Regions from separate parts of the Gossypium hirsutum genome. Here region 2 is linked to region 1. The links are chromatin contacts, called in public Hi-C maps. All regions are on one chromosome and are shown on one strand. The core of a region is the stretch at or near the end of the contact, and the rest is flanking DNA. Distances in the headings are between cores, read along the strand shown.

Region 1 (4,047 bases), core at 121-2,620:
TTCAAGTTTCCTTGTGTCCATGCTCTAAATTCCTATAGTTTGGCAACCATGCTCATGACCCATTTGCTTATGTGATTCCTAATGACAGCTTTTGCACCTACTTTACCTGGATTACCGATCCATGGCATCCTATGCTCATGATACCGAATTTGCCATCCGTCTTAAACTGTGCCTAAGTAAATGGTTAACAATATCGTTGTCATGATCTCTACACACTGCCACAAAATCTGAATTTGCATTCCACGTCCAGCAAGGACAAATTATTTCGCCGATAGCATGTCATTTGATGATAATGGGCAATATTCTTTTACCTGTAAAATTTGCACTTAATTGCAGCCCAATGCTTAATTTTTTTGTTTATGGTTTGAACAAAGAACAAGATATAACAGAAAAGAAATCTGATTTTTTATTAATCAAACCATTAAAAAGATACAACTTGATCACCGAATCAATCATATGTGGGTTAAACACAAATATCAAATCTTCAATATATGAATGGGATCACAGCTTTTCTGTCTTTGGGATAATCGTCCTTGAACTTCTCCAAATACCAAAGGCGGGTGGCACGAGCTCTAGGCATCAAGTTGGCACAAGTGTAGAGAAAGAAGCCAAAACCCACCCAAGACCATGTCATCACCGCCCACCCAAACCACTCCATAATCTCCCCAAAATAGTTGGGGCAACTCACCAACTCAAACAGCCCTCCTCTTGGGATCTTATATCCACCATCACCTTGTTTCTTCAGTCCCACCAACACTTTATCAGCCCTAACATTCACCCACATACCAACTACAAAAATTAGCAATCCAGCAAGAAACCTCCACCAAAACAGCTCCTCATTTTCATAGTCGTCCTTATAGTGCGACACCCACCTGGCTTGCAAATAACCGTTCAAAAGATTAAACCCGAACGCCATAAAAGCTACACTCACTGGAAAACCCCTGGTTTGGGTGGTGTTCCTGGCGAGCCGAAGAGGGTAAAGGACAGTGCGGTTGAAGTAGTGAAAGAGAAAGGGCGAGATGAGAAGGAATGATTTAGGGTTGTAGAAATGTTGGCCGGAGGGAAAGAGGAAGAAAGTGAGCCAGAGGGTGGGACTTTCCATGAGGAACCAAGCCAAAGGTGGAGAGATGGTAGGACCCCAACCAGGGCGGTTGTGCTTGCCATAAGGGGCTTGGAGGAAGTAAAGGCTGATCCATGTTGGTAAAGCAATTATGTAAAGAGTGAGGAGGCAGTAGTGAAAAAGGGTCTGATCGGAGGCCATTTTCTTGTCTTCTCTTTTCTATGTTGAAGATGAGAAAGAAGGATCTGAATCCCAGGGAATGCTACTTAATAAGTGTGAGTACAACTTTGCGGTACTTCGGCTGTCTTACCTATTGTCCCTCTACCTGCAGCAATTACTATCACTTAAGGTTAGCTTTTCAATTTAATACTGTTTTTCGGTAATAATATTATCATTCTTTTTTATTTAAAAATTTAAGCAAATTAATTTCTCTAATATTTAAGATTAAAGAGTAAATTAATATTTTTGTTATTGTTAAAAATTTTATTTATCTAATTTTATTATTAAAAATTAATTTTTATATATTTATATAGTAATTAGTTATTTTGTCATTCACTTCAGTTTTAACAGTGCAAAAGAATAAAATTTTAACTAAAATAATTAATTTTTTTTTAATTTAATATAAAGTAGAGTAATTTACTTATTTTTTAATAAAAGGGTAAAATATGATTTTAATTTCTAATGCTTTTTCAAGAAAAAATATTTTTGAAAAATGTAATTTGTAAAATTTATTTTAGTATAATCTCAAATAAACCTCTTAACAATAACAATTATAAGATTCAAGCAAATTCGAATCCCATGCCTCGGAAAGTGCACTATAATTTCTTCTAACCACTAGTTAATAATGTAGCTTGATAATTTTGGGGTTTTACATTGCTCTAAAAAATTATTGTAAAAAATTAAAATATTTATTTTAAACATTAGATAAAAAATAATTTAACTTATATTATATTTAAATAATTTAATATATTAATAGATGAAATATAGAATTTAAATGTATTTTAAGCAATTAATATAAATTATTTATAAAATTTAATTTAAACATATAAACCATAATATTTGTAAGCTCACATATGAGTGGTAAGTTAAAACTTTAAAAAAAAAAAGAAAAAAGAAAAAAGTGGTTGCTACGAAATTAAATGAAATAGAAAAATGTTGTAATTACTTCCATTAAAGCCAAATAGAAAGTATTTGGGAAGAATAAATAGAGTGCTTTCATAATTTTATATCTAAAATGCAAAAATAATTTTTTTTTAAATTTTGGTGCTAAAATATTTTTGATTCCAAGTCTTAACCTTGATTAATATTATTGCAATATAAAAGTGGATTAATAAATTAAATATTTATTTACTTCCTTTCATATGAGTGTAATATTACTTGTAGTCTCTTCCAACCTTTAAAAAAGAGGACAACGTGTTTCAGCGCACTTGAATTTATGTACTTCTGTATTGACAATAATACCAATACCAATTGATAATAATATTTGATATTCTTGAATAAAAATTTTAAATTTAGTATTGCAAATGAAGAAAATTAATCAAAACCAAATAATAAAGATAAAAGAGGAAAAAAAATATAAATTATGAATTTTAAGGAGGCCGGCGGAAGGGTATTGAATTAAGTTTAGATAATGAATTTTGTGATTCAAACCCACATAATTGGAATTATTAAATTTAATATAAAAAAATATTAATATTTTAAACTATTGAAAAATCCAAAATATGGATGATGAAGAAAAATAACAAATTTCATGACGCTATGTTAATCTAATCCTTGGCTTAGTTATCTTCTTATTATTTCAAGGAATTTTATTTATTTATTAGATATAAAAATATAAGTATAATTATTAGAATGATATTTTTTTATTATATGATTATTAAGTAAGTCTTTGTTTAATTTCAAAATATCATAATAATAAATTTAATAAAATAATTTAATTATGTTAACAACTGCATTTAAATATTAAAATTTAAAAAAGATATAAATTTAATTTTTGAAAATAAAAATTAAATTCCAAATAAATAAATAAATAGTTGAAGGGCAAAATAGTTGCCTGAAGTAAGCAACTTTAAAAGCGATGTTGGCCGGCCGACATTCATGGAAAGAAAATCATCAGCTCGATTTTCTCTCTAGTCTTTGGAGAAACCAAAGTTTTTTTTTAATTATATATATAGTTTCTCCAATTTAATATTATATTTAAAATATCAAAATTAAAAGCTATTATAAAATTTTAAAATATTAAAATACAATTACTTTTAAAATATGAAAATATAAAAAAATTATTTTTAAAAAAATGTACCTTTAAAATTGGTATTTTTTTTTCATTAATAAAAAGAAGAATACAATTCCTAAATTTTAAATTTGAAAATATGGTTTTAACTATAAATATAGAATGATATCGAAAGTTTTGATAAACTTCAACAACCATTTATTCTATTTTCCAAGTTTTGACTGTAGCTTGAAGTGGATAACTTTGGTTTCGATGCCTACTTGAGAAAGTTGTAATCTTGAGATGGATAACCCCAAAAAGTTTTCTATGATGCAATTAAGTTTGTATTGCTTGTATATGTTGGTTGTGTAAACCTTTTTGGACATCTACTTTTTATTTTAAAAAACGAAAATAAAGTCCCCACGGATTATTTTTATTAAGTGTGATTGAATCATCTTAAATTTGGTCATTTTAATAAAATGTTAGATTTATTAAAATAATAATTTTTGGTTTACAAAATTCGAGAAGTGAGTTTGGGAGTCGGTTACATATGAGGAAGAATTAGCACCTTTATAATGCTTAAAATTGGTACCTAGTTGATTACTTAATGTCTTGATGTCAAAATTGAAAATCCGAAGAAAATTTAAAATACAATTCCTTTCGCGCAATGTTATTTGATTATATTGAAAAAGTCCCTATCTAGATTGAGTTTTTAACAAGGAGGTTTTCTCATTTCAGGTCGATCAAGACGAAAAATCATGTCCCGTAAGTTGGGGCA
Region 2 (3,973 bases), core at 503-3,002, 570 kb after region 1:
AATTGGTAAACTTGTTGTTTAAGGTTCATGTTGGGTCTACACGGCCTGAGACACGGGCGTGTGACTCAGCTATGTCAGACACACAGCCTGGCGACACAACCATGTGTCATTTGATGAATTATTTAGGGTGCAAGTCAGTGAGTTACAAAGCCTAACACACGGCCTGGCACACGGGCGTGTGACACGGCCATGTGACCCTACTTAGAGAGTTTCACGGGTAGGAACACGGGTTGGGGCACAGCCATGTGTCCCTAGTTCAATTGTTACACAGCCCAAGACATGGGCATGTTTCTCAGCCTTGTGAGACACACGGCCTGGCCACATGGCCGTGTGACCCTTGTTTTGTAGATTTTTTATCTTTTTTCCTAAACTTTCCAAACTGATTCAAATTGATCCCAATTTGTTTCTAAACTATTTTTAAGGGCTCAATTCAGGGACTATATGCATGTGTATGAATAATTTATTATGTGATTACAATTGAATTATATAAGGTTCAAATGTTTCTGATTGTTTAGTAATACTCTATAACCCTAATCCGACGACAGAAACGAGTTAAGGGTGTTACAGAAAGAGAGAAGGGCAAGATATATTCTCTAGAGTAGGTGAGAAAGTAGAGAAGGTTATGATGTACAATGTTTTACAGAAAACAAAATGATAAGACATTTTACTATAAAACTTGTTTTTTAAAAGTTGACTTGTACATTATTTTTACATTAATGCACTTGTTTTATCGTACCAAACATAAAAAAAAACATAAAAAAATTGATTTGGATTTGGCAATAAGAAATTTAGCCCTTAAAGTTTACATATTTTGTCAATTTAATGTTAATTTTAACAAATTTATCTCATTACATTTGTGTAAATTAAGGCTAAATTTGTTGAATTTTTTAGAATTAAGACTAAAATGACAAAATATGTAAACATCGAAGGCTAATTTTGTTGCTATATCAATCAAAGTATTACTATTGATAGATGACATAAATGTCATTTTTTTTGAACAATCTCATTATAGATTTTGATGATATCTGCTTTTTTTAATATAATGTCTAGAACAACTCATAGCCCCTCCCCAACCCTTAAATAGGAGGATAATACGCTTCAGCACACTCAAACCCACATCTTCCTACACTAACATCAATGTCTATGTTAATTGAGCTAAAATTCAATCAACACATTAACGTCGTTATTAATTGTTATTACATTGCTCACTTTCGAAACTGACGAGGATTAAATTGCTTTAATATTTTTTAGAGCGATCAATTTGCTCAATTTCAAAATTGGGAGAATAAAAAATCCTTTTAACTAAATATACATTAATCTAATTCTTATATATATTTTAACTAGTTAATATGAATAAAGTTATTTGATAATTTTACTTCCAAATACAAAAATTAAAAGTAACTAAATCTCAACTTTTATGTTTAGTAAAAAAAAAAGCAAGTATTTTATTTTATTCCACAAATAGTCTTAAAATATTGACATATATCTTTGTTTTAATATTTTATTATACTCTTATAGAATACTTATCAATATCTCACCGAAATCTAAAAATTCCACTATTAATTAATAATTTCTCAAAAAATATATTTAATACTTTTAACTTCAAAATCAAATTTCTCTACTAATTTTGTAATGAAAAAGCACATTTCACCTCCCATTAAAACTTTGGATGACACGAAGGACAAACATCTCACGTGCCAAAATTGGTCATCTCCAAATAAAAAGACCAGAAAACCAAACATCCAATTTCATTCACCAACAAGCCAAATGTCCGTCGATGTCTCTCTTCTGATTGGCCATCACCCTTCCCTCATAATATTTTAGAGAAAAAGAGCGTTGCTTTGGCCACAGTAGCGCCCACAATTCTTCAACACCAATCACAAGTTAGCAGCTTTGACCCCTCTCTTTCTCTCTGCCTTCACTTTCAGTCTCATCATTCTCTGTTTCATAGTTTTGTAAGCAGTACAAAATATAACTCAAAAGAGTGTGCTTATAATTCATTTCTATCATGCACTCTCTCTTTCTTCTCCTTGCTTTTGCTTTATCTTCCTAACAAAATATAAACTGCTAAAGATTTCCCCCCACTTTTAGCTCTCCAATTCTCTAGAACCTTCTTTGTTTTGTTTTATTGTTTTTGCTTTCTTCATCGATTTACTGCGTTCTTTTTTTTTTCCAGTTTGTGTTTAAATCTATGATCTGGGTTTTTAAATTTTAATCTCTATATCAATTTTCTAGTTGTAATTGTAGTATGTAATTTTGGATCTACTATGTATGTCGGGGTTTTTCATTTATATTTGCAAAGATCTGCTTTTTTCTTTTTTTTTTTCTACCAGCTCTCGAATTTTCCTTGGGTTTTGGAAAGTTCAATTTTTTGAGATTCCTCAACTTAATCTTGTGTGAAAAAGGGTACCGAATCCATTTTAATGTTTTTATGATTTGATATTTCGTTGCTAATTTAAAACAGCCTTACTTCTCTGCATTTTTCTAATTTGGTTTTTCTCTCTCTTTGAACAATTTCATTCAAAGAGGGAGAAAAGCATAGTTTTCTTCTTTCTTTTTTTGCGTACGGGCAAATCATCTTTGGCAGTTTACATAACCAGTAACAAATGAATAGGGGACTTGAAATTCTCTCTCCAGCCTCTTATTTACATACTTCCAATTGGTTTTTTCAAGAGAGTAAAGGTACTAAATGGACGCCTGAAGAGAACAAGTGCTTTGAAAATGCTTTGGCTTTATATGATAAAGATACCCCTGATCGATGGATTAAGGTGGCATCTATGATTCCTGGAAAAACAGTTGGGGATGTCATCAAGCAATACAGAGAATTGGAAGAAGATGTGAGTGATATAGAGGCTGGCCTGATTCCAATCCCTGGATATAGCAGTGAATCTTTTACATTGGAGTGGGGTAATGATAGTCAAGGCTTTGATGGATTTAGACACTATTACACTCCTGGTAAAAGAGGGACTGGGTCTCGTTCTTCTGATCAAGAAAGGAAGAAAGGAGTGCCATGGACTGAAGAAGAACACAGGTAACTGCTAGCCCTTTTTTTTGGTTCTTTATATATTTGACAATTATGATCAGTCCTTAGGATATCAGGTATCAATGGAGTTTCCTGTTTGAATCTTGCAATTGTTATGAATGTTGACAATGTGGTTGGTTGGTAAACACTGTGTATGTTTTGTTGGTGCATGTCGCTTTTCTTGGTTGTGCAAATTCTGTACCGTTCAATGGTTTTCAGCATTTTTCCTAGCGGCTTATGATGTTTGACTTGATGATTAATGACAGACAATTCTTAATGGGTCTTAAAAAGTACGGTAAAGGGGATTGGAGAAATATTTCACGCAATTTCGTGACTACTCGAACACCGACTCAAGTGGCAAGTCATGCTCAGAAATACTTCATCAGGCAGGTCACTGGGGGGAAAGACAAGAGGAGGTCCAGTATCCATGATATCACAACGGTTAATGTCCCTGATACTCCCTCTTCGTCACCGGATCGCTGCAAGCATTCGTCTTCAAGTGATTCTTCTGCAGTCATACAGGCACAGCAGCAAGCTAAACTAGCCACAACTAAAGAGATCGACTTTGAATGGAAGCAACAAAATGGAGCAACTATGGTTTTCAACCGGACGAGTAATTGCAATGCTTTCCTGTCCCCTTTCTGTGGGATTTCATCATACGGACCCAAGCTGGAGGAACAAAATTTGCTTGGAGAAACTCTTCCCAGATCTCAATTCGGATCTTACAACACTCATTTCCAGATGCAGTCAATGCAACAACATCAATAAACTCAGTGATAATGTGGGAAGACTTTTCTCAAGGTATTATTATTAGTTAAAAGAGATGAAGATGAAGCCTACTAGTGATGTGTATATCTTGGAGATGCATTTTAGTCCGTAGTTTCCACTTAAAGAGAGATCAGTTAGGTGGTTTTGTGATTTATCATTCAAATTCTGAATCATTGAACCAAA

The links. A called contact is a pair of places that touch in the nucleus more often than the background predicts.
Region 2: a contact with region 1 is called in a Hi-C map of leaf, with 4 times the contacts expected there. The contact joins the promoter of LOC107930146 here to the promoter of LOC107948867 in region 1. A contact is called at or near these places in 3 of 34 Hi-C or Micro-C datasets (all in leaf).

The regions. Positions count from the first base shown.
Region 1 is chrA04:75,533,586-75,537,632 of Gossypium_hirsutum_v2.1, forward strand. LOC107948867 (steroid 5-alpha-reductase DET2) reads right to left here and starts at 1,371. Exons shown (of 1, transcript NM_001327551.2): 1 at 384-1,371. The coding sequence starts at 1,261. The coding sequence ends at 485.
Region 2 is chrA04:76,102,252-76,106,224 of Gossypium_hirsutum_v2.1, forward strand. LOC107930146 (transcription factor DIVARICATA) reads left to right here and starts at 1,753. Exons shown (of 2, transcript XM_016861719.2): 1 at 1,753-3,031; 2 at 3,289-3,973. The coding sequence starts at 2,607. The coding sequence ends at 3,790.